Regions from separate parts of the Mus musculus genome. Here regions 1, 3 and 4 are each linked to region 2. A link is a contact called in public HiChIP or PLAC-seq and promoter capture Hi-C data. All regions are on one chromosome and are shown on one strand. The core of a region is the stretch at or near the end of the contact, and the rest is flanking DNA. Distances in the headings are between cores, read along the strand shown. Region 1 holds the start of A230108P19Rik (RIKEN cDNA A230108P19 gene). Region 2 holds the start of Celf2 (CUGBP, Elav-like family member 2). Region 3 has its middle 690 kb from the start of 5031426D15Rik. Region 4 has its middle 610 kb from the start of Gm30904.

Region 1 (3,351 bases), core at 327-2,826, 690 kb after region 2:
TAGACCAGAACTAGCCTGTCCATACTGTGGGACTCTGCACAAGGAGCAGCTGTGTGTCGGAGCTGTCTTGTCATCACTAATGACAATCAAGTCTGTTTCCCCTTGTAAAGCTGTCTTCCGTCCAAAACCTCACAGAATAGCGTTCAGTGGGCATCCATGAAGCGGAAAACCACAGTGTCTGTTCTGGGAGGAAGACATCCTGTTCTCAGTGGGAAATCTGGAAACGAAGGCGCAAACCTATATATGCAGCGAGCAAGGAGAACAGGCTATCTGGTCTTGAAACAACTGCCAAACTTAACAGTGGCTCACAGGCCTGAGGCAAGAAAGAAGTGAGACCTGAAGGGAAAACAGCAGTAGAGCCAAGGGGTGCCTGGGAGAATTTTGCCCTTCCCCAGGTCCTCCTGGTTAGTTTTGGCAGAAACGGGTGCACCTATGAAGATACTGCAGTTTACTACAAACCAGTATGCGGACACCAGGCTGGAAGTGGGCTACAAGCTGCAAGAGGTGAGGGTTTGCTCAAGCATCTTTCAAAGGGGAGGTGCTTGCTTATTATTTTAGATAGATATTTGCCTTAAGTGCAGCCATGTTTAGTGAATATTTCTTATATCATTGCCTGGACTTCAAGTCAAAATAGATTACAAATCTCCTGTGATACTCAAGGACTGTCTTGTAACTGCAGATGAAACCATGAAGCCTTTCATAGCAAGAAGTTGCTATACTGGTTCATCCTCTTTCCAACACATGACTTGCTGGAAGGTTCCATGGTAAAGGCATTTAAGTCCTATTGACAGGGTAAAAAATAGCAAGCCTTCTAAATTAAGGCTTATCAGAATTCCTAGAAACTTCAGACTGTCAAACTTTACAATTGTTTTTGAAAAGAAAGAGGAGAAATGTAACCAAAATATCCCTTGAATTCCATGGAAGCCCAGTTCTCGGAACCACATTGCGTAATCTGCACAGTGTGACAGATGAAGGGGCAAGGGCATCGTGAGAACCAGAATCGCTTTTTCCCTGCCAAAGAACGTTTTGTCAGGAAGCAGGCCTTCTCAAACGACAACAGTCTGTCCTGGGGGTGGGGAAGGCAGCTCCATCAGCAAATTCCAGCTGCACAAGCAGGAGGCCCTGAGTTCCATCTGCAGAGCACACTCATCAAAGCCAGGCCTCGCGGTGCACACTTGTCATCTCAGAGCTGAGGAGGCCAAAACGGGAGGATCCCCGAAGCTCTGGGACCAGCCAGTCTAAGTAATCAGCAACTTCTACCCACTGAAAGACATCCTGTAGATGCCTTTCAAAAAACAAGGTAGACAGCTCCTGGCAAACACCACCCAAGGTTGACTTCTGACCTCTAAATACACGTGCACACGTGCACCCAGTCCAATATGTGCATGCACACTTATGAGCGCGCGCGCGCGCGCGCACACACACACACACTCAGAATTATAGTTTCTCTTCATATTCTGGCCCCCCAGAAGAAGAGTGAACTCAAGCACACACTGTGAACGTACCATTGCATCTGCTGGTGATAATAGGTCCCTGTGTTTATCCGCAGAGAAGCAGGCAGGTGCTTTTGCAAACTGGCCTGGATGGACGTCTCAGTCCTTTCCTACTTAGGTGTTAGGACAACATGTGTTGGACTCTACTTCCCTCTGCTGGGCACTCTAGGAAAATGTTCTGCTGTGCTGGAAAGTTAAAGACTGCAGTTCTTCTACTGGGCAAAAGCCATGGAGTTGAGCATACTGTGTCAAGGCATGATTATTCATCTTATTTTTAAAGTCGTTCCCTTGAATTCAACCATGCATCTTCATTGTGCTATATAAAAGCCCTGCCTCCAGATGTTCTCTTCCCGAGGCCGGGCTGGCCATGCACAGCTAAGAGCCAGCACATCAGGCGTCCCATAAGTATATCAGTAAGTATTCCAGGAAAGCTAGAAAGGACTCGAGTCTCCTTCCAACACCAGTCCCTTCACCACGGGGAAAATCCTTGCTTCCGCTTACCTACCCACCTGGCTGTGTGTTTGCACACCCTTATCTCCCACAAGTCTAACTCAGAGTTCGATCCTCACCCATACCACAACTCCCACAGAGACTCGGACATGACTCATATCGACTATTTAACAGTGAGTTGCATGCCTAACATAATTTAGAAAATGCAGCTTAAAAGCACCCATGCATGCTAGCAACTTTTCCTAGTTTCCCGGCGAGATGAGGGCAGTGATCTGGTGTGTGTAACCTGTGCACACCTGGTGGGTGTGCACCGTATCCAACCCTCCCCCACTCATTCCTCTTTCTCCCTGCATCTCCTCAAGCTGCAGTCCACAGTCTCAAGAAGACAGACACCATTACTACAGCCTGAATGTGTTGTTCCCTGAGTTCATATGTTGCAGTGCAATCATCAAAGTGACAGCTGTTGGAGGTGGGGCCTTGGGATGTGATGTTGGGTCAAGAGTAGAACCTCATGATGGGACTAGAGTCTGTGGGAAAGGGGTGTCAGGTCCCATGTGAGGACACAGTGATACATCAGTCTCTGAACCTGGAGTCAGCTTTCTCCCTGGACACTAAATCTGCTGATGCCTTGAACCTGGGCTTCCCAACCTCCAGAGCATGAGATCTTCCTGCTTCTCAGCCACACAGTTTATGGCCTTTTGTTCTTACAGTCTGGATAAACCAAGGCATGGGGCCCACCCAAAAGATAAGCAGAGAGGCCCCAGGATGCTGCAGCACACAGCCATCACATCTGTGTGGTCCCCTCTGCTTTGCTGATCCGCTCAGGTGCTGTGAAGCCTTGAAGCCAGTGTCAGAGTCACAGAAGTATCCAGTAGGAGTGAGGATGTTAATATTAGTCACTCCACTCACTGGCATCTACCGAGAATTCCGTTATCTCGGATTAATCTGTTATCTGGAATAATCACCAGGGCGTGGAGAATGCAGGTACCCATTCGTCTGTCCAGAGGACGGATCAGACTCTGAAGGGTCAGTTGGTTTGACTCTGGTGTCTGTCTCCAAACCTCTCCTTTCTAGAAGATTGTCTGACAACCAGGTTAAGTCACAGCCTCAAATCTTAATTGTCATTTTGAATGAATGTCCCCCTAGAGTAAAGAACTACTGACTTACCAACTTCTTAGGGTGACCAAAGAGGTGCCGCCCTGAATGGCAGTATGGGGCCATTAGCATAGAGGTGAAGGTATCTTTTCTTCTAGTTCATCTGAAGATCCTGTAAACTCACAGTGTAAAAACGTAGATACTAAGATATGACTGTGCTGATTAGCTGGGAAAACAACCTGCCTTTTCCTTACTGAATGTCACCCTCTAACCTCATGCTGTAAAAACATGTGGCTCCAGTAGGCAGAAAGGG
Region 2 (3,529 bases), core at 155-2,654:
TGTGTAGCAGAGCCTGAGGAACTCTTCCCTCTACACTCTCCCCAGATCTCCCGACTGTGGATAAGACCAAGTTCAAAAGTCAGAGATCTTACAAGATACTGGGTATATTATTTAAGGTCCTCAAATATGGGGGAGAACAAAACCCACCATCATTTTCTTCACTCTTAGTCCCGGTTATATTTCAAGTCCAGAATTTTACTAGGAAAGATACACTTTGTGCCGATATAGGATGGGGTGAGCATTCAGGATTCACACCAGTCTTTGTTGACTCAGGTCTGTTTTGAAATGTTCTAGGTTATTCCATAGAAAGTGAGGGTTTTCCCAACTTCCAAGGTCAGTGTGCATCCCCTGGAGTGACGTCCGAACTTGCCCTTTTGGATGACTATGTGTGCAGTCCATAGAGTTCTCTCTCTCTCTCTCTCTCTCTCTCTCTCTCTCTCTCTCTCTCTCTCTGTGTGTGTGTGTGTGTGTGTGTGTGTGTGTGTGTGTGTGTGTGCTTAACTTACTGTTTGACTTCCTAGTTATTTATGGAATGATTCCTACTCAAAGAAACAGAAAGGGGAATGTGTATTTTCTCTGGTCCACTTTATGTTCAAAGGCTCAAGAATATAGTGAAGCAGAGTAGCAAATTTTCTTGTTTTGGGGAAAAAAAGCCACTCATTAGCCTTTCAGGAATGAAGCTGCTGTATCTGTCAATTACGCATTCAGTGCGACCAAACAATCTTTGTGTTGCCTGCTGGCTTTGATGCCTGGATTCTGGTGAATGAAGCTCTTAATTTATAAGAACTCTGGCATACAGAGAGTTAAAACACTTCCCAGTTTCTTAGCCTCTGTTCTCTGCATCTATGGTCCAGGGTGAGGCTGAGGGTCTTGACCTTGTCACTCTTTCTAAGGACAAGAGGAGAGGAACAGATGAATCCAACTGTGAATGCAGTGTCCCAGAAAAGAGAGGCAAAAATCCTTTTGAGCACACTGACCTGTTCAAATCTCAGTCCTCTGGGATGCTCTGCTGATAGTTGATAGTGAACTGTGCTGTGAGATTGGTTTTGCTAACATACACACACACACACACACACACACACACACACACACACACACACACATATATATATATATGAAATCACATGTCACTGAGTTGCTTAAAATCTTCCCAGTTTTTAAGATGGTAATTAGGAGATCCAATGCCAGGCTTGAGTGCATGCAAACAAGCTCTCTCTAGAAGACACAGCACACCAGTGCAAAAACATGCCTAGATAACATAACTTGTCGGAGAGGATTATTTCTTCCCAGTGAGTCTGCAGGAGCCCTTTTCTGTACTATTCAGCATTTGAGAGGAGAGAGGGAGAGAGAGAGAGAGAGAGAGAGAGAGAGAGAGAGAGAGAGAGAGAGAGAGAGAGAGAGAGGAGAGGGGGCGCATTAGTGAATAGCGACTGTGGCATTGATGTTTGAGCGCACTTCTGAACTGGCTTTTGTTGAGACTATCAGTGTAGAAAGCATGCGCTGTCCCAAATCCGCTGTTACTATGAGAAATGAGGAGCTGCTTTTAAGGTATGTTGTTGGGTCCTTTGTTTTTAACATAGGCTTTTCTAGTTTTGAGAGCTGGTGGAGACGCCAATCTTGCCCTGAATCAAGCAGCTTCCTTATCTTAGAAGAGAAAGAGAGAGAAAAAAGAATCTAAACAGAGAGAGGGAAATGAAATTGAGACCAAGAGATTGGGAGGGAGAGCGAGCAAGCCAGGGAGAGAAAGGAGAAGGACTGCTGTGAGGGAGTTGTGTGTGTACTAGTTGTCTTTTGAAAGCAGACCATGCATTTGCTCCCCGCTACCTATGAGCAGCCAGTGGATGTTTTAAGGGTTCCGAATCTGGCTGTTGGTTCGTCTTTTCCTTTGCAATGTCTAAGCCTCTTTCATTATTATGCACTCTGCATGGAATAATCATCGAAAAAGGAGCTGAGGAGACTCCATATTAGACTTGCGTTCCAAATACCACTCTAATCTGGACTTAGACACCTAAATAGTCCTCTCGTGTTATCAGGTTTGGATCACTTTATCCTGCTTGCCAAAATGTGTACCTGTTTGGAGACCTCTGTTCATGCATGGCGTCCTGGGTCCTCTTGTGCGGGAAAGCAGATACCTGCTTCCTGCATGGGTGGTGGGGTTCTATCATAGACCGAGAAGGAGACACAGCTGACCTTTTGGGAAGCGGAGAGAGAATTATGATAGAATTGGCATCCTGCTTTTAAAAATGCAGTCTTTTGTTTATTTGCTAGCAGACATTGTAGCACTGAATACATCTTTGGGTCTGACAATGGGACCGGTGGAACAATGGAGCTGTCAAACTAGCTTAATGCATGTCTGGGGCTGGTTTTCTGTTTGTTTGTTTTTTTTTTCCAGCACCCCCTTTTATCTCCTATAATCTTGTTGTGTGGACTATCAGAGGGAAGCTTTGGGTCTGCTTATTTGTGGTTTTATGCTTTTAAAAATTTATTATCTGCCGTTCTCAGAGCTTTTTGCATTTTGCAGTTATGTTGGCTGGATTAAGTTAGAGATTTATGGCTTGCCTCTCTGTTAACTACAGAAAGAAAACTTATTGATTGAGGATGCTTGTAATACTATTATCATTGTGGCAAATGCCTTGTTGATCAGACCTGCTTCTACAGTATTTACCGCCGAGGATTTTAAATGCTCCCTTTTTTTGGACCTAGGGAATGTAGCATAAAAGAGAAGTTAAGAAGGACATACTTAATGCTCAAGTAATCAGTATTCCTAGTTTTTAGCTTCCCCTTTGGCATCCACAGACAAGCAGTTTAGAAATCCAAGAATAAGAACTTTTGCCTTTCCAATTTTGGTCACCAACTATTGTTCTGTTACTTTGTTAAGTGAAAGGTTTCGATGGAATATATTGATCTTTGATTTGATGTTTATATTCTTACAAACTGCATTTCTATGAAAGGCAAGTATTTCACGTGTATTCGGATGCCCTTCATTTCATAAGATAAACTGGTTTCTAAGGTGAAAATACTGTAGGAGAGAATATGGAAAAATCTGGTTCAAACTTCTCAAATGCTGAAACCATTTTTATTCCACACTGGATGTAAAATAACTGAAATTAAAATAATAAGTAATAGATTTACATGAAAATCCTCTTTTAAGGTTGATGTCTATAAAGAATATATATTTATAGTGTTTTAGTGTTTTTGCTTAATGAACCGTTTGTGCCAGATCAATATTATGAGATATGTATTAGTAAGTTCATAGACTAAAACCGAGAGCCCAATATGAGAAACAAAAGGGGAGTTGTTTCAATGAATAAAATAAAAGATAAAATTGGTTTCAAATATTTCCTGATAGAGTTTGGTACAAATTAGGGATGTCCCTCATTAATAAGGAAGGACATACATGTATTACTTATAAAAACACAAGTATGAAGTACTAATTATTCCTTAGATTCAGAGACAAACTTAAGTTGAAATATTATTAAATACTTATTGTATAATTATTTACCTAAATGTTATCGGCTAACCAGAATTG
Region 3 (3,286 bases), core at 91-2,590, 740 kb before region 2:
GAGATGGCTTGGTATGTAAGGCACATGCCACACCAATGTGAAGAGCTAAGCTTAAGCCCTCAGAAACCAGGGAGCATCTGAGTGTGATGGTGGACATCTGTGATCTCTGTGCTCCCACAGGAAGATGGGACGTGAAGACAGAATCTCTAGAGGTTTGTGAATCACTGACACTGTTGTACACGGTGGTGGACAAAAGCTTCCTCTTGAACAAGACAGAAGGGGACGACCAACACTCAAAGTTGTCCTCCCTCTGAAGTGTGCCATGACAATCTCATGTCTGTGTTCTTATACATAGATGTGCATGCATGCATACACACATAACTACCCGGGACATCTGCATGACCACTATATTGGAAGATTCCATTGGACTGTGGTAGGGTCATCAGTTGGTACAGGACTTAAGGCAATGATTTCTCTACTCCATGAAGGTGTTGCTAGCTAATAGTATAGTCATGAAGTGTAGGATCCCCTGAGTCCTTGCCTTATCCATGCCTGAATACTTATGGGCCGTGTAAATGTATATGTATATAATTTTAAATTAAAAAGTTCATAATAGGCCTTAGGAAAGACAATCAAGGTTGACTACATTGGCATGCATACTCATATGGCTATGAACTTAAACATATAAATGTATACAATGTGCATGCACATGTAAAAGGTGAATCCAAAACAATAATAATTGGCAAAAAGATAACTTTGTTCCAGAAGAGTCTAACTAAAAGGAAAAGAACTGTGATTTATATTAATTATTTGATAGGGTTGGCCTATTATAAACTGTCATCTATATCTTCAGTATCTCCTCCAGTGTTTCAACTTGTTTATAGATCTTGAATGGCATCCATTTATATTTGTGAAACTGACTCACTGTTTGAGGCAGGGAACTCTTTCACACCAGTGAAATGGTGACTTTCTCACAGTCCTATTGATCATTGAGATGCAGTAACTGACAGAACCCAGTGATTTACTCCCCACCCAGCAGGAACCCAGCATATCATCTGTGCAAGCACCTGATCTCTACTTGAGAAGCCTAAGACATCCAAGAGCGGGGGAAGACAGATGTCCAAGGGACAAGCAGTCAGGTAGACAACAATCAATTCCATGAATTGTCAGTTTTTGCCTCTATCCCGGGTCCTGTCACATTCTCCAGTACTATTTAGAGCGGTCATTTCAGCCTTTGTCTATTTGATCACCTGTCTCCTTTGTCAGACCCAGTGAGCCATTTGGCAGCCATGGCTGTGGCCATCTGTGCTGTTAGAACGAGGCGCTTTTCCCAGTGCTTACCCAGCTTTCTCATCCAGAGATTCTTGGCTTGAAGGAGTCAGGTGCTTCCGATTTCTGGGCTTCTTGCCACTGTCTGGGAGGGTTTCACATCGTGGGCCAGCTTTTGCAGTAGAAGGATCTAGAGGGGACTGTGCTTCTTTTTCATTCCCAGAGTACTGACATTTAGTTGGCCGTCCCTACTGGCTTGCTCTATTGACCTTTCTGCTTTAAGTGGTTTACTTTATTACTGAACGTCCAGTCTGCCTAAGCACACAGGAATAGGCATAATCTCAGCAACAGCAAATGATGAATCCACTACTCAGTTTTCTTGAGAAATGTAAATTCATACTAAGTCAACGTAAGGTCATTACAAGGGAATTTTCAAGTTTTAAAATATTATAAACAAGTCTCCAGAGCTGCAGGAATAACCTCACTTAAATATTTACCTTTAGAATATTTTTAAATCACCAGTGCTTAGAGAAACAAAGCTACTTGCTTTTGTACCAAATCAAGAGAAACCTGTTTTGTAACATATACCATCTGTGGAAGATGATCCTCCTACAACTCTGGGATGCCATGATTTTAACAGCCTTTTAGCTTGGTTAATTTTTGTCTTTAAAAATATTGGTTAAGTTCTGTATAACTACTAATTCAATATGGATATTTAAAATTTAAAAAAAAAGAAATATGGTGGTGTGGTTACTGTGTGGAGCACAGTCCTATCATTTAGGTCAAAGTGGGATGCTGATATACCCTGTCTCAGGAAAGATATTAACAATTTACTGAAACTGCTTTTCCTGCTCTTTGATTCTGCTTAAGTACAGAGAAAAATATGTTCTTTCCCTTCTAGATTATTGCAATATCATAAAAACACAAGTAATTAATGGCCATAAAGATCTCAGAAACATCATGACATCATAAAAAAGTGGAAAGGAAGTGTATTAGATTGCAATAAATTCCCATTCATCTAGGCACTTTTAATTTAAAACTAGATGCAACTGGGAGAAACACTTCAGATGCTTACAGATGCACCACGGTGTGAAAGAGAAATTTACTAGCAAGTTGAGAGGGTAAACACATTTTTAAAAAAATACACATGATTACAATCTCTTGAGTAAGTACTTAAAAGTAAAATATGAGTCTAAACTCACCAGATTCGCTGTTATCACAACAAAGATATCCTGTTAGTTGTAGACAGTGATTAGACATTTTTAAATACCTTCTTATTTCATCTTGGGAATATGACTATAATATGACACTAAAAGTATATATTCTTTTTTCTTTGAAATGTATGGAAATTGCTCATTCACATTTTTAAGAAGAATAGCTACTATAAATATGCAGTGGGTATATTTGTAAAACAATATCCCATAATGGATTGAAAAGAATCATTTAATTTTGACTTGTATTTGAGAATACCATAAGCTATAAATTTTCATGTAATTCGAATACCAAGGATAGAAAAAAACATTTTGGGGGAATCAGCTAAAAAACATAGAAGTGAACAATATACTTATAAACTGTTAAATAGTTTCTCACTGTTGAAAAATAGATTGCAAAAATATGCAAGCAGAGATAGCTCTGAACAATACAGAGTGAAACATGGCCCTTTCTAAGGTCCCTTGATATGGAGTTTAAAATATAAGAATATAATGAGAACACCCACCTATATTTAAGCATGTGACATATGGAGAGGCTTCAGATGGACCCAGAGATAAAAATTAAAAATAAAAATATGCTCCCAAACAAGGAATGGATTTAGGGATTAGAGTCACATGGGAGATGGTAAGGACATGTGGCTTTCCCTTTGCTTCAGGAAGTTGGATCCTATATCAAAGTAGCCCTTATTATGATTCTATCAAAATAGTTTCATTTGAATTTCATGTTTTCTGACATATAGAAACATAAATGAGAACTTTTCTAGGTAGTTAGATAGGGCTAAAAATATATGACTGTTCTACCTAAGATTATGGCTTAAACCTAGAAGCATATGGAATTAGACAAGAAGAAATTAGAACCAAAAGGA
Region 4 (3,278 bases), core at 412-2,911, 850 kb before region 2:
AACACAAGTCAAATTATTTAGATTATACTATTAATCCATATATCAAGGATTTGATAAGTCAGTAAGAACTATTTTAAATTTTTGTTACATATTTTTGGATTGTAAACAATTATGTGATCAAAGAATTATTATATTTTATTATAGTATGGTTTGCCTGCAAAAATACTTTGTCTTGGAATCAAAATCACAGAGATAATGCATTTAATAACCTAAAAGAAACTATGGGTTATATTATCAAAATTGAAAGACTTGGGACTAAGGAAATGACTAGTTGGTAAAGTGCTTGCCTTTAAGCATGGAGGGTTGGTTGGATTCTAAGCAGTAGTGTGAGAGAGCTTAGCCTAGCATAGCGGCTTATCATCCAGCAATGGGAAGGTGGACACAGGGATGGCTAAATTTACAAGCCTGCCCATGCAACCAAAGTCAGTAAGTAAATCTGTCTCAAAGTAGTGGGATGCACATAAGAAATAACACAGAGGTTGTCTACTAGTCTCCACACGCCCATGCTCAGATGTATGTGAATTTGTTCACACATGTGTATCTCTGAACATATATAGACATAAACACACATGCATGCATGAAAATCTTATTATTTTTTTTCTTGTTTCTATGAGGTGTTGCTTAAGGATGTGGGTATGCTAGGAATTCATATTTAGAGGGATGCAGTTATGTAAAAGTTATAGAGAGTTTCTCTAGTCAGTTTATGTTACTATAACAAAGCATCATAGACCAAGAGAATTAATGGGATAGAGATTATTTCTCATAGCTGGGACTACAGGTCTGACATTAGGGTGCCTGTGCAGTTGGGTTCTTAGTAAGAGTTGCTGCTGTGTTAAAGGATGTTGGATGCTTCTTGTTTCTTTTGTGCTCTGAGCATAAATAGCAAAGTTTTTATTTTGCCTTTTACCAGGGTAGCAATTCCCCTCAAGAGGACTCTAGCTTCATGACCTTTTTAACTCCCAAGAGCCTATCTCCAGAAAGCATCACGCTGGGGATTAGCATGTAAGTATGATGGGAGCAAAGACTTAGAGCTGACAGCCTCCTTTGCTTCATTTAAAATTTTTCTTTTTAGAATTAGGAAAGAAATGGATGCACAACTTAGCAAGAACTTGCCGCTTCAAATACGCACATATAACTTTTAATGTACACAGATGGAGTTACAGGTGCCAGAATCCCTGCTCAGGATAACTGTAGGAAGCTGTGTATACTGTTGCTGGGGTGGGGGTGGGTGGGGGGAGCTTCCCCTTTGTTATGCTAGTGGCAGGGACTTTATCCCATTTACCCAGAAGCCTCTAGGCAACTGCAAATAATGCCAAGGGACCATGCTGCCATATGGCTGTTATGCAGTCCTTTCTGAAGGTGTCACCCAAAGGGGTTCTCTGAGGACTTACAGCCACGTGCAGATTGCTTCCCCCCCTCTCGCTGCCTGCTTCTTTCCTCCCCCGCATACCACCCGCCTTCCTCTCTTCCCTCAAATGTTCTGTAGCTGTCAAGTTTCTTTTATAGAAATAAGTGAAATTATAATGAGACAAGAGATAGACGTGCCAGAGATGAATAGAAAGACTTTATGGAATTGCTGCTGTATCTGAAAGCCTTAAAGAGGAGGCAGGAGGGCGGATAATGGCTGTCACCCTGCACAGGAAGCACTCCCCTGGCACATTTGACTTTCAAAACTGCTTCTGATCCGTTCATAGGAAGTTGGTGCTGTATTAAACTGCATCGTACAGAACTACACTGTAGAGGCAGGGAAAAGTCAAGACCCTGGAATTCTCTTCTGAAAAACCTCATCTGAGAGCCAGAGCTTCTCATTTGGAAAGGCTACCTTGTGGCATCTTCCTAGAGTTTTTGGTTGAGGACCAGTGTCCTTCCCATGTCCTGTTTTTCATAGCATGGCTTGTGCTCTGTTTTATTAGGAAAGGAGAGTGTACTCGTCGTTATGTTATGAAAGTATTGCTCTTTTCACCCATCAGCTACTAGACTGAAAAAAATTGCCTTATTATGAAGTTGATAGTGAAAGTTTCAGGGAGCAGATGTTCTAATTACTCCAAACATGCCCATCGGATAAAAAGAAAGTCAGAATTTTACTTGTGAGAATACCAAGCAGGAATTTTTTTTTTAAAGTGTGTGTGCATGTGCATGCAAGTGTATGTGTGTGTGCGTGTGTGTGTGTGTGTGTGTGTGTGTGTGTGAGAGAGAGAGAGAGAGAGATGCGCTTGTACCACCACAGAGCTCATGTGGTCAGAACAAAAATATGAGGAATCTTTTTCTCTCCTTCTACCATGTGGGTCCTTGTGATTGACCATAGGAACTCATGTTTGGCAGAAAGTGCCTTTCCCCATGGAATAGACTGTCTTGCTGGCCCTGAAGGAAACATTCCCACATTTGTGTTTTTGTCTCCTTTGTCTGTGCATCTCTTCTTTGCTAAAAATAAACTCATGAACCTTAATTCTATTGTTCCGTTTTTAAAAGTAGGAGTCATAGAGTTAGGTGTTAAATGATGTTTTAAAATTAAAGAAGGGCCTGCTATGGTTGTGCACAATTTTGTTACTAGCATTTGGTTGGCAGAGACAGATGGATCTTGGAATTTGAGGCTATCCTGTACGACAGAGGGATTTCAGAGGTAGTGAGACTTACAAAATGAGACACAGCAGCCTATGGGGAGGGGGAAAAAAGAGCAAAGTGGGACCAGAGCCTGGCATGCATGATTCTCCAAAGACAGAAGGAGCTGTTTTGATATGGATCTGAAGTTTACTGAGACACACAGAGAGAAAATGAATGCAATGTGATTTAACTGTATGAGCCGGAGCCCCACTGGCCAGCCATTTTACCCTAGTGAGCCCCAGACTGTAAGTCTCAAACCCTCACCCTTGGGCAAATGGCTCAAGTGACTATTTAACATATGAAAATAGGCCTGGCTGCCAGGTTCTCCCAGCATCCCTCAGTACCTACCTGTTACAGAGTATGGCTAGCATACCTCACCCTCTACCCTAACTCTCCAGCCCAGGGGTTGGACTGCCAATCGCTCAGCTGTTCTTCCCTATATAATCCAGACATTTTGATTACCTGACCTCTTTTGGTTCCCCTCTCTCTCCTCTCTCTGTTCCTCCTCCATCGCTTTACATGGCTCACTGTTATGTCTACTCTGGACTTTCCCAGATGCCCCATATCTGGCTCTACCCTCTTTGTTATCTACAATAAACCTCGTCCACCAAACCGAGGAGATTTCATGTCCTTTTCTTTTTATTTCTTTTTCAATATTCGCAGACCAATCACAGAAT

Evidence for each region. HiChIP or PLAC-seq counts read pairs in DNA pulled down with a chosen protein or histone mark. Capture Hi-C pulls out chosen DNA fragments and counts their contacts.
Region 1: a promoter capture Hi-C map of liver shows a contact between it and region 2. The contact joins the promoter of A230108P19Rik here to the promoter of Celf2 in region 2. A contact is called at or near these places in 4 of 39 promoter capture datasets (cranial neural crest, hematopoietic stem and progenitor cells, pre-B cells and 1 more), 5 of 115 datasets of contacts at active chromatin or transcription factors (astrocytes, embryonic forebrain, embryonic midbrain and 2 more) and 1 of 9 other capture datasets (liver).
Region 3: a contact with region 2 is called in an H3K4me3 HiChIP or PLAC-seq map of forebrain, with 4 times the contacts expected there. The contact joins the enhancer-like site here to the promoter of Celf2 in region 2. A contact is called at or near these places in 5 of 115 datasets of contacts at active chromatin or transcription factors (SST interneurons, VIP interneurons, astrocytes and 2 more).
Region 4: an H3K4me3 HiChIP or PLAC-seq map of forebrain shows a contact between it and region 2, with 5 times the contacts expected there. The contact joins the enhancer-like site here to the promoter of Celf2 in region 2. A contact is called at or near these places in 1 of 39 promoter capture datasets (hippocampal neurons) and 5 of 115 datasets of contacts at active chromatin or transcription factors (embryonic basal ganglia, embryonic forebrain, embryonic hindbrain and 2 more).

Annotation. Positions count from the first base shown.
Region 1 is chr2:6,191,476-6,194,826 of GRCm38.p6, reverse strand. It overlaps A230108P19Rik (RIKEN cDNA A230108P19 gene), which reads right to left and starts at 1,576. Exons shown (of 7, transcript NR_040333.1): 1 at 1,506-1,576. The region is part of intron 4 of Echdc3 (enoyl Coenzyme A hydratase domain containing 3); the gene reads left to right.
Region 2 is chr2:6,882,871-6,886,399 of GRCm38.p6, reverse strand. It overlaps Celf2 (CUGBP, Elav-like family member 2), which reads left to right and starts at 1,404. Exons shown (of 14, transcript NM_001110228.1): 1 at 1,404-1,548. The coding sequence starts at 1,442.
Region 3 is chr2:7,618,170-7,621,455 of GRCm38.p6, reverse strand. No RefSeq gene overlaps it. Among named protein-coding and RNA genes, the nearest start is that of 5031426D15Rik, 690 kb to the right of the region's middle. Within about 2 kb of position 1,340, at least 29 of the 459 cell types and tissues checked have an H3K27ac peak or open chromatin away from gene starts, as enhancers often do. A contact at or near this core is called in forebrain, where this site is marked.
Region 4 is chr2:7,732,669-7,735,946 of GRCm38.p6, reverse strand. No RefSeq gene overlaps it. Among named protein-coding and RNA genes, the nearest start is that of Gm30904, 610 kb to the left of the region's middle. Within about 2 kb of position 1,661, at least 21 of the 459 cell types and tissues checked have an H3K27ac peak or open chromatin away from gene starts, as enhancers often do. A contact at or near this core is called in embryonic basal ganglia, forebrain and hippocampal neurons, where this site is marked.